Linked DNA regions of Mus musculus: region 1 is linked to region 2. The links are chromatin contacts, called in public promoter capture Hi-C maps. All regions are on one chromosome and are shown on one strand. Each heading gives the region's core, a stretch centred on a gene start, on an enhancer-like site or on the middle of the called end of the contact. The rest is flanking DNA. Distances are from core to core; before and after follow the strand shown. Region 1 holds the start of C3 (complement component 3). Region 2 holds the start of Alkbh7 (alkB homolog 7).

Region 1 (5,598 bases), core at 476-2,975, 230 kb before region 2:
TTGGCAGCGAGGAGGAGAAATCTCCCTGAGCATTGATCTGGAACAATAATTGTTGAGGCAAATCTGTCACACACAGAAAGCAAGACAGCCCTCAGACGGCCCTCAGGGGAGCTGGGAGAACAATACAGAGAGGAGGTTAATGGTTACTGTGAAACCTGTGTGTTGGTCATGATGGGCCAGAATTGGCCTTTCTAGAAACAGGGTCTGTGTGGCTGGAGAGATGATTCACTGGTTGCCCATACAGAGGATTTGTGCTTGTTTCCCAACACCCGCATGAGGCGCACAAAAACACCTGCAATTCTAGATCCAGGGATCCAACATTGTCTTCTGGCCTCTGTAGGCATCAGGCATACACATGATGCACATATATACATACATACATACATACATACATACATACATACATACATACATACATATATACATACATACATACATACATACATACATACATACATACATACATACATACATACAGGCAAAACACTCCAACACATACATATAAATATTTTAAAAAGAAAAGAAATGGTGTCATGTAGCCCAAGCTGGCCTCTAACTTGCTACATAGCAAGGTTGACTTTGAACTCCTGATCCTCTTGCCTCCAGCATCTCGTGCTGGGATTACAGATGTATGCCACCAGAATCAATCCTATGCTACTGAGTATGGAAGCACTTTCCCACTGAGCTGTATTCTAAAGCCACTATTTGTACTTTTGTCTTAAAAAACCAAAAACCAACCAACCAAACAAACAAAAAAAACCAACTAAGCATTGTGAATCATTATCTGCCTACAACCACAAAACCAACACAACTGAAAGAGATAATATAGGGGCAGGACAAGTCCTAGAGGCAGAGACAAGAGCAGGCTTTTCCTCCATGACTCTCAAAGCCCACCAGAGTCATTCAGCCACCCTGAGTGACAGGGTAGGTAAGGTCCACCTCATTCTTTTCCCTAGAAAGCAAGCATGCCCCCCGGAGGGCGAACTTCTAGGCAGCCTTCAAAACCAAAGCTTAACTGTCCCACTGCCAAGAAACCGTCCCAGATCCTCAAAAAACCAGAATTCTTTCCCACTTCAGAAAATGCTCCACAGAGCTGGGACTCTGGGCTGGGACATGCCCTCACCCCTTATCCTCCTCATAGGAAAGACTTGGATTATAAATGCATAAGTAGGGCTTGGGTAATGCCCAGCAACTGAGGAGGTAGAGGTAGGAGTTCAGAACTGTTTAGCACAGTGGTCTCCACCTTCCTGAACCTGCCACCCTTCCATGTTGTGCTGACCTCCAATCATAAAATTATTTCATTGCTACTTCACAACTCTAATTTTGCTACTGTTCTGAATTGTAAGGTAAATACTGATACGCAGGATATATAATGCAATGCCAAATGTGTCTCGACCCACTGATTTAGCAAGACCTTGGGGGTAGGGAGAACCAGCCATCCAGAAGTGCTGGGTTACTGGGACCCAGCTAAGTGTGGGAGGAGGTCACTCTAGACTTCAATGGTCTCTGGTGTAACCAAGTACAACAGGGACCAGCCCAGGTTCAGCATCTGGCCTTGACCCCAAGAAAAGCCTGAGCCAAGCAGGTACTTTCAAGCTCCAGGGTAATGGAAATGTGCCTAGGGTTACTCACCCCAAGGCTTGTTGCCCCAGGTTTGTGAAAAAGCTTAGGAAACTATGTTGCGAAATTTTGGGCAGTCCCTGGTGCAGGAACAGGGAGGGACCAGAGAGGAGAGCCATATAAAGAGCCAGCGGCTACAGCCCCAGCTCGCCTCTGCCCACCCCTGCCCCTTACCCCTTCATTCCTTCCACCTTTTTCCTTCACTATGGGACCAGCTTCAGGGTCCCAGCTACTAGTGCTACTGCTGCTGTTGGCCAGCTCCCCATTAGCTCTGGGGATCCCCATGTAAGTAGTTACCTTTTGGGGGTGCAGTTTCTTATACAATTTAGGAGTCACCTAGGTGAGTCACCTAGGAGTCACCCACTTGGGGGGAGACAGGGATGTTAAGAATTTGTGCTGGGGGCTGGAGGATGGCTCAGTGGGTATGAAGTCTTGCTGCATGGACATAAGGACCTTAACTCAAACTCCCAGCACCCACAGAAAAGCCAGGAGTGGCCTCCAGAGCCTGTAACCCCACACTGTGGGGCTGGAGACCAGATACTGGGGCTTGCTGACTGCCAGCCCAGTGCCAGGTTCAGAGAGAGATGTTGACTCAAGGTGTGGGGAGGGAGGGGCATAGAACAGGACACCGGACATCTTCCTGTGACGTGACATACATACATACATACATACATACATACATACATACATACATACATACATACAAACAGAGAGAAAGAGAGAGAATGTGAGTGTTTGGGTTGTCTTATGTTCATAGAACTCAGGTATTGTAGCATTGGTGTGCCTACTTATGAAGAAGAAGGTCTATAGATTTATGGTGTCTGTGATGTCTTGTGGTTTAGGCAATGGTAAGTTTTAAGATGTGAGGACTGGAGGGTTGTTGGGGTCTATAGCCCTTGTGTGGACTGTCAAAAGCCAAGCTCAGCATTGGGCCTGATTACATGGACCTGTCATCCTGTCCACTCTGGAAGCCCAGGCAGGAAGTGTACACATTCCAGCCAAGCCTGGGCTACAGAGTGAGTTCAGGGCTAGCCTGAACAACTTAGTGAGATGCTGTTTCCAAACAGAAAAGTGAGGAGAGGCTGAGGTATAGCTTAGTGGTAGAGAGAGCACTTTCTCAGTACAAGCAAAGTCCTTATGGCTGGTACCCAGTGCTGAAGCCAGGAAAAGACAGCTTCTAGTGGCTAAGGGAAAGTGGGCTGTGGTTTGGTACCTTCTTGTGTGGGGAGGACGTGGATCCAGGCATCTGCTCCAGCACTGAGAACTAGAACACGCTAGAACTAGGGACTGGGCCAGCCAGAGTGAGGGCTGAAGTCTCAGGCCTTGAGGTGACATCTGCTCCCACACCCCACGGTCAGGTATTCCATCATTACTCCCAATGTCCTACGGCTGGAGAGCGAAGAGACCATCGTACTGGAGGCCCACGATGCTCAGGGTGACATCCCAGTCACAGTCACTGTGCAAGACTTCCTAAAGAGGCAAGTGCTGACCAGTGAGAAGACAGTGTTGACAGGAGCCAGTGGACATCTGAGAAGCGTCTCCATCAAGGTGGGCAAGGAACTGGAACTACAGTCAGCCGTAGCCCCTTCCGGTCCGGCCTGGGTCCCTCAGGCTGCCTCCTATAGCCTCCTCGGAGCTCCTCCCTTCTGAGTCCCTCCCCTCTGACGCCCCTGCCGTCTGGGTCCCTCTCGTTTGATCTCCTCCCCTCTGAGTCCCCTACCCTTTGAGACCCTCTGCTCTGAGCCCCTTCCCTCTGAGATTCCTCCTCTCAGTCCCTCTCCTCTTGAGTCTCTTCCTCCTTGAGCCCCTCCTGTCTGAGGGGAGATGACAGAGAGGAGGCCCAGGGGGATCTAGGGGATGCTTTCTGGGCACCACTCCCTGACACAGACTCCTGACATCCCACGCATAGATTCCAGCCAGTAAGGAATTCAACTCAGATAAGGAGGGGCACAAGTACGTGACAGTGGTGGCAAACTTCGGGGAAACGGTGGTGGAGAAAGCAGTGATGGTAAGCTTCCAGAGTGGGTACCTCTTCATCCAGACAGACAAGACCATCTACACCCCTGGCTCCACTGGTAAGTGCTGTGGGAGGCTGCTCCCACTGAGGCTGGAAGGGCCTCCCAGAGCCTAAGGTCTAAGGGGACTCTCTGTGTGTCTCCCTCACATCCTCCAGTCTTATATCGGATCTTCACTGTGGACAACAACCTACTGCCCGTGGGCAAGACAGTCGTCATCCTCATTGAGGTACCAGCTGCTGAGTTTCCCAGAGATGGATACCCTCCTCTCTGAGTCCCCTCCCCTCCAAGTCCCCTCCCCTTTGAGACCCTCTCCTCTGAGACTCAGTCCTCTGAGGTGGTCCATGAGCAAATGGCTATACATAACGATCACTGCAGAGACCTAGGAAGACCCATAGAGTGAGGCATCCAACTCCAGGGAAACCCCCTGAACTTGAGTTGCCCTATCTGAAGTTTGGGAAGAATTACTGGTAACTCAGTCCACTTTGCCCAGTAGAGGGCCCCTGTTAAAACCCTAGTGGAGTTCCCTCCTTTCTCTCCCTACAACCCTCTGTGGCTCCCACTTCTGTAGAGTCAAAGTCTTCCTTGCCAGGCACAAGGTCCTGCTCACCCTGCCTAGTTCCCTCCCAGCCTTCCTCCTCCTTGCACCCTGTGCTCCAAACTCACACACATCATAGCCCTCATCGTTTAAACACCCAGGCTTTTGCTGCATTAATTATGTCCTAAACATAAAAGGAAATGCACAGAGAGGTTGAGCTATTTACCTGAGAACACAGAGCTTCTAAGTGGCACAGTAGGGATTTGAACCTAGGCTGAGTTACCCAGGTCTGTGTTCTTAACTCCTGCCTCAGTGAACAAGAGATGGGGTGGTTGTGACTCTAAAGAGCTGCTTTGTCCCTTATGCTTTCTTTACAGACCCCCGATGGCATTCCTGTCAAGAGAGACATTCTGTCTTCCAACAACCAACACGGCATCTTGCCTTTGTCTTGGAACATTCCTGAACTGGTCAAGTAAATCTGAGCCTCCAAAAAACGGGATTCCCCCGTCCGGGGGGAGAGATGGGGGAGAGGCTCTTGGAGGCTCTGCCACATTCCTCATCTTCTTGCAGCATGGGGCAGTGGAAGATCCGAGCCTTTTACGAACATGCGCCGAAGCAGATCTTCTCCGCAGAGTTTGAGGTGAAGGAATACGGTAAGTCTTGGGGCATCCAGCAGGTGAGGCCCTTGTGCTTATGCTGCCCTGGCAGCCATGCCAACACCATCGTCTTCATACCCCATCCTAGTGCTGCCCAGTTTTGAGGTCCGGGTGGAGCCCACAGAGACATTTTATTACATCGATGACCCAAATGGCCTGGAAGTTTCCATCATAGCCAAGTGAGGATGGGGGTGACGCATGGGGGGGGGGCGTTGACGCATGGGGGGCGTGTCTTCAGCCACACCCAGAGAAGTCTCCAGGACCCCAAGTCTCCTTGTCTCTCAGGTTCCTGTACGGGAAAAACGTGGACGGGACAGCCTTCGTGATTTTTGGGGTCCAGGATGGCGATAAGAAGATTTCTCTGGCCCACTCCCTCACGCGCGTAGTGGTACTTTCTCACCCCTTGGAATGAGAGCTTAGAATGGCAGCCTCTCCCTGCTCCCTCCCCCGCCCCCCGACCACGCCCCATCATCACTCCAGAGCCCATCCCACCTCTTAGTGCCCCTACCAGTCACTCACCTTGCTGAACCAGGCCACCCATTCTGAGCTCCTCCCCTTCTTAGCCTCCTTTATCTTGGGGACCTTTTCCCCTCCCTCATGCTCTCCTATCCTCTGCAGATTGAGGATGGTGTGGGGGATGCAGTGCTGACCCGGAAGGTGCTGATGGAGGGGGTACGGCCTTCCAACGCCGACGCCCTGGTGGGGAAGTCCCTGTATGTCTCCGTCACTGTCATCCTGCACTCAGGTGAGGCTTGCTTTGACTAAGGGG
Region 2 (5,766 bases), core at 3,106-5,605:
AATGCTAGGATGACAGTCATGTTCCCTGAATATAACCCTGGCCACTTTTAGTGTGCAGTTGTCAGTTTGGGTGTTTCCCTCGTTGATTTCTGCGATCCAACCTATTCCTGGTGTTGGCACCTCGGCGCTGTTTTCCATTTCCAAGGGACATTCCTGGGGTCCCCCTTATCTCCTGACAGGCCCAGTGATATATCTTAGCCAGGCAGCCAGGCGTTGCTTGGGGAGAGTGCTTTACATTCTTGTGTAGTGACAGGGCTGATCGGTGCTTGGCCTCAGCTGCTGCCTTCAGAGCTGGGTCCTGAGCAGCTGGGGTGAAGTGAGAGCTTCCTCTCACCGGTGCAAACTCAGTCCCACCACCCCATGTTGATTGGGAATGCCTGAGAAGGGGCTAGTCCGTAGGAATGTCCATGCTCACTGAACATCCTTGCCCAGCTGTCTGCTGGCACTTTGGGCCTGGGTCTAAGGTGCCATCCACCCTGGGACAGACAGGGTGTGCACCTGTGTTTAAGGGCAGAGCCTTGCCTTCAAGGGAACCTCGTTCAAATGACTTTTAAAAGCTGTTTCTTTTCTCTTTGAGAAAGGGTCTCAAGCAGCTCGGGCTGGCCTTGAACTGGTAACCTTCCTCAGCCTTCCCAGTGCTGAGATGACAGGCATGCACCATCATGTTAGTTTATGCTGTGCCTTATGGAACCCACAGCTGCTTTGTTGATGCTCAGCAAGCATTCTACCAACTCAGCGCCAAACCTTGTGTCTTTTAAAAAAAGATACTCTCTATGTGTGTGTCTCATGCAGCATGTGCACGCCATCACATCGTGTGGTGGCCAGAGGACAGCTTTTGAGAGTCAGGTCTCTTCTATCACGTGGATTCTGCAGTTCACACTTGGGTTGGCTTTTACCTGCCCTGGCTTCCTGAGCACAGGGGCTACCCACATGCACTGGCATGCTCCTTCTATTCCTGTCTCCAAAGTTCTTGGTCTGTTGTTGTCCATGCTCACTTGCTGGGTCTCCTGGATTCAGATGTATGCAGAACCTGTGCCTTTCTGGAACTGATTTGTCACTGCCTTCTCTTGATCTCTGAGACTCCAAAGCCCAGACTGGCTGTAGCTATGGCTTCACAGGTTGGCCTTCCAAGAATGGGAGTCCCAACCTTTGGCTATCCCCTAGCCTCTCCCTTTTCCTGTTTTGACGCTGGCTCAGCCAAGCCCGGAGACAGAGGCATGATGTCTTAATCCTGGCTGAAGCTGACATGGACTGGTGCCCACTGACTCTCCTACCTGTCATGTGCCCTTCCCAGTCCCTATTGGCACCACATGACCCATACTCCAGTAAAAGATCTATAGCAGCCTCCTCCCAGGCTCCTGTACTTCTTCCGCGGACAGCAGGTGGGGTGGGGACATGGGTTGGTAGCCAGCTCTGGACTTGCTTCTGGCGGACAGTGTGACACTCATAAATCAGGGGCATCAGAGTGTCAGAAATGGGTTTATGGAATGTCTGGGTGGGTGAGCCATCAATTCTTAGGGATGAGGATGTGGGGGAAAGGTGGGTGGGAACCCCCCCCCCCCTACCCCCCAACGGCTTCCCCGGGACATGGTGCTGGCAGTAGTTTTAATCCCCAGGACAGGCAGGGAATAAATTCAGGGCACCAAGGTCTCTCGGCATCCAGGGACCTGCTGTCACAATGGCTGCAGGAAGACTTCGGATCCTGTGTCTGCTGCTCCTGTCCTTGCACCCGAGCCTCGGCTGGGTCCTTGATCTTCAAGAGGCTTCTGTGGCAGATAAGCTCTCATTTGGGAAGATGGCAGAGACTAGAGGGACCTGGACGCCCCATCAGGGTAAGAATTCCTGGGGGCCTCCCGACTCCCCAATTCCTTCTCTCAAAGCCCTCACTTTGCCTTACAATCCTACTCTACCTTGCACTAGGTAACAACCATGTCCGTCTTCCAAGAGCCTTGGCTGGTTCATGCCGACTGTGGAGCCTGACCCTACCAGTGGCTGAGCTGGGCCTGGGCTATGCCTCGGAGGAGAAGGTCATCTTCCGATACTGTGCTGGCAGCTGTCCCCAAGAGGCCCATACCCAGCACAGTCTGGTACTGGCCCGGCTTCGAGGGCGGGGTCGAGCCCATGGCCGACCCTGCTGCCAGCCCACCAGCTATGCTGATGTGACCTTCCTTGATGATCAGCACCATTGGCAGCAGCTGCCTCAGCTCTCAGCTGCAGCTTGTGGCTGTGGTGGCTGAAGGAGGCCAGTCTGGTGTCTCAGAATCACAAGCATGAGACAGGCTGGGCTTTGAAAGGCTCAGGTGACATTACTAGAAATTTGCATAGGTAAAGATAAGAAGGGAAAGGACCAGGGTTTTTTGTTTCTTTCTTTGCTTGCTTGTTAGTTTTTTTTTTTTTTTAATCAGCAGTGGATGCAATAAATGATATTCTCGTGGCCTTAAGAGTGTGTGTGATCAGGTGCACCCTGGCAGCCACCATGCTATGTGAATCCTGAGACCCTGATCGTCTCTTAAGAGCCCCAGCCCTGGCAGACGGTCATTTGAAGATCCCATGACAGCATTTTCCCTACTTTATTCACAAATATGGAGGATATGTGGGAGGTCAGCAGGCTGGAGGTGGCTCTTCTGGCCTTCCTGGCCCCATCCCCTCAGGGAGGGAGCGGCAAATCACTGAGATGCGTCGGCCCCGGGGAACCCGGTGCTCCCCAAAAAATGATTCTTCATCTCTAAGGATCTCATGGGAGAAGTCATATCGGGCTGAACCCCTGCAAGAAGAGAGAAGCTGAGTGGGTGGATGGAGGGAAGACTGTCCCTTCAGCATTTCTATACTTTTTCTGAGTGGTGGTGGTGACTGTTAGAAACCCTCGGCCTCACCTGAGGACTTTGGGTTACGTCGTACCTTAAGATATAGAGAGACCCTGGCTCCAGCAACAGTTCCAGCCACTGCTCAGGTTCCTGTGTATGCACCAGCTTCATAACACTTGGAGACAACAGGGAAAGGCCAGCAATGGTAGATCCACAGAACTGGAAAAGGGGTATGTATGCTGTGTATATTGGGGTGTCAGGCTTAGTTCTGCCCCCCTGTCCACCGACAACCTAGCTAGGAGTTCTGATGGAATGCCTTCTGCCCACCTTGACACTGTCAACATGAGGCTTGATGTAGCCCCGAGGTTCCAGGTCCAACACATGTACTGGGGATAGCAGGCTCTGGTCAGGACCAAATGCAGCCGCCCGAACCCGCTGCAGGATGACCTGGCTTGCATCAGACCAGCAGGATTTCTCTGTCTCCCTGAAGCCATGGATGGCCTGAATAGAGAGCTCAAGTCATAACTGGGAACTCCCAGGACAGGAAAATGAGGTACCGAGGGGTGCAGTACAGGGCAGGCAGTCTTTCCAACTTTAGCTCATTATCAGTGAGGTTTCAACCACGCATCTGGTCTTCACGTTTCGTTTCCCAGTGGTCCCTGGTGCTGGCCACCCTAATATTCAGTATCTCGGTCTCCTGTCTCTATTTGATCCCACTCAAGTCCCTAGTGAAACTCCCAACTGCTGGCACTCCCTCTCCCAAGTCTGCTTTTTATTTCTAATCTTGTCACCAATGCCCCTGAAGTGTTCCAGAACTTCATGTCTGAAGTGACATCTTTGTCCTCACTACGCATTCCTTGGTGCCCACCAAAACCCTCCCTTCTGATTCCAGGCCCAGCCCCACACTACAGCCCCTGTTCTTAGTAAAGCCCAGCAGTGATTTGCCCCCACTGTAATACTGCGCTGCTCTGAGCTCAACGTTGCCAGTTCACCTTCTCCGGCTCTGGTCCCTTCCCCTGCTCTAAGTACCATCCACAAGCCCGCAGCAGCAGGCCTTCCCCTGGACTCAGCTCTGGCATCAAGATCAGCCCCATTCCCACAAGACCTCCTGACCAACTGTCACTCATCGAATTGCCCAGCACCCGCCATGTCCCACACCAGAGAAACTTGGTCCCACCCGAACCTACATCGGGGACTGCCCAAAACACACTGTCCCCAACCTGGCCAAGCAAGCCTAGCTCTTCACTCTACCCCTCCGAGGACCCCGCCCCCTCACTATGTCCCAGTGGGCGTCCCCTTAGCTCGCCGCTCCGCCCACTCACCGCGTCCCAGTGGTCGTACTCGTAGCGCCGGCGCCGCAGCTGGGGCTCCAGTTCGCGTGTTAGCGTGTCCTCCTCCTCCTGGCTCAGGAAGCCTGGATGCACCACGGCCTCATCACGCAGGCGGCCCAGCACGGCAGAGTCTGAGCCGCGCACCCAGGCGCACCCAGAAAGCAACCGCATCGCTAGCCTCCTGCTGCCCGCCATCTTCAGGGATTGACCACAGCAGGCTGAGCCACACCCCCGCAAGCTATTGGCTGACACCGCACCACGCCCATCAGCTACTGGCTCTATTAGCTGTGCTTTAAGTCAGTCTACCGCTTGTCCCGCCTCTCGGCCCTGAGCAAGGTCTCAAGCAGTAGGTGCAGAACTAGGGCGAACGGAGGCTGGAGGTCACGTGGGGGCAAAGCCAAGGTTAGAAGTTCAATCAGCCTAGCGCAAATTTAGCGCTTGTCAAACAGCACACCCTGGTGGAGAAAGGAGGATAACTAACTCCAAGGTCAGCCCTTGAGTTTGAGGCTAACCTGAATTTCAGATGTTGCCCACAAAATAGGACATCCAAACAAATAAGACCAAATAATACAACCCCCACCTCAAATGTTTTGTGTTAAATCTAAAAAGAGTCTACTTCCTTCCACACTAATAAACTGGGCCTAGGAAAATGGCTCAGCACTTGCTAAGAGTCTTTGGTTTGACCTCAGGACCCCCAAACATGGTGCAAGCAGAAAAAGCAACTCCTGCATTTGCGACCCTCTGACCTCCATAGGGTCATGTGGCACCTGCCTCCATCCCATAAACTGGGATCCTCTGCTTCTAGTTCTAGTAAAACTCCATAAACATGTCCTGACATTCTCTCTGGCTTCAGCTGGCTTTTGGAGCCTGCAACAAAATGCCAGGACTTTGTCACCTGGTGAGTCACCAGTGTCAGGTCTCATGGGTCTGAGGATCAACCCAAAGTTGGTGGTAGATTCTGGTAGACCCTCCACCCTAACTCTTAACTCTCTAAGGGGCCAAGCCCAGGATCGGCAGGTAAGAATGTACTCTTAAGTCCCAGCACCCACAGGGAAGCCCCAGGGGACCCAACATCCTCTTCTGGCCATGGGTACTGCACTCACCATGCACAAACCCACACATAACCAAAGATGTATGAAATCATATTTCTACCCACTGACTTTGGGGTAGTATATGGCTTAAGTCTGTTGAAGTCAGGTGTGGTGGTGTACACCTTTAATCCTAGCACTCAGGAGGTGAGGCAGGTGGGTACCTGAGTCTGAGGCTAGATTGGTTTAGTTCCAGGAGAGCCAGGGTTTGCTTACTGAAGTGGTTTGTCAAGGTGAAGGAGGCCTGCTGTCTTGGAGAAGTAATGGAAGGTGCTTCAGACATGGGACAAAGACTACAAAGATTTAATTTAAATCACAGTGTCTCAGGCAGTCTGCCCTGCTCTGAGGGCAACCTCAATCCACATCTCCTCTAGGGGTTGTTCTTGGGCCCAGCAGAGGAAGTTTCAGTCTGGTCTCCACTCCTTAGGTGCTTGTCGGGGCAGGAGGATCCGTCGGCGCTGTGGCAGTCTCCTTCTGTACCAGTTCTGGCTCATCCTCCCCGTCCTGAGGTGGGTGGACCAAGACCTTGTCCAAGATGCCAAA

Evidence for each region. Capture Hi-C pulls out chosen DNA fragments and counts their contacts.
Region 1: a contact with region 2 is called in a promoter capture Hi-C map of adipose tissue. The contact joins the promoter of C3 here to the promoter of Alkbh7 in region 2. A contact is called at or near these places in 14 of 39 promoter capture datasets (the 3T3-L1 cell line, the C10 cell line, the HPC-7 cell line and 10 more), 1 of 15 datasets of contacts at CTCF or cohesin (large pre-B cells), 35 of 484 Hi-C or Micro-C datasets (the 63-12 cell line, B cells, the BV-2 cell line and 21 more), 11 of 115 datasets of contacts at active chromatin or transcription factors (the 230-238 cell line, the HPC-7 cell line, T-cell acute lymphoblastic leukemia and 8 more) and 5 of 9 other capture datasets (adipose tissue, embryonic stem cells, liver and 2 more).

The regions. Positions count from the first base shown.
Region 1 is chr17:57,224,263-57,229,860 of GRCm38.p6, reverse strand. C3 (complement component 3) reads left to right here and starts at 1,725. Exons shown (of 41, transcript NM_009778.3): 1 at 1,725-1,905; 2 at 2,979-3,168; 3 at 3,530-3,695; 4 at 3,794-3,864; 5 at 4,551-4,645; 6 at 4,744-4,826; 7 at 4,918-5,008; 8 at 5,115-5,217; 9 at 5,448-5,574. The coding sequence starts at 1,826.
Region 2 is chr17:56,995,928-57,001,693 of GRCm38.p6, reverse strand. It overlaps Alkbh7 (alkB homolog 7), which reads right to left and starts at 4,355. Exons shown (of 4, transcript NM_025538.3): 1 at 4,127-4,355; 2 at 3,132-3,305; 3 at 2,899-3,023; 4 at 2,354-2,764. The coding sequence starts at 4,330. The coding sequence ends at 2,602. Clpp (caseinolytic mitochondrial matrix peptidase proteolytic subunit) reads right to left here. Exons shown (of 6, transcript NM_017393.2): 6 at 5,323-5,766. The coding sequence ends at 5,647. Pspn (persephin) reads left to right here and starts at 1,589. Exons shown (of 2, transcript NM_008954.3): 1 at 1,589-1,832; 2 at 1,921-2,381. The coding sequence starts at 1,679. The coding sequence ends at 2,237.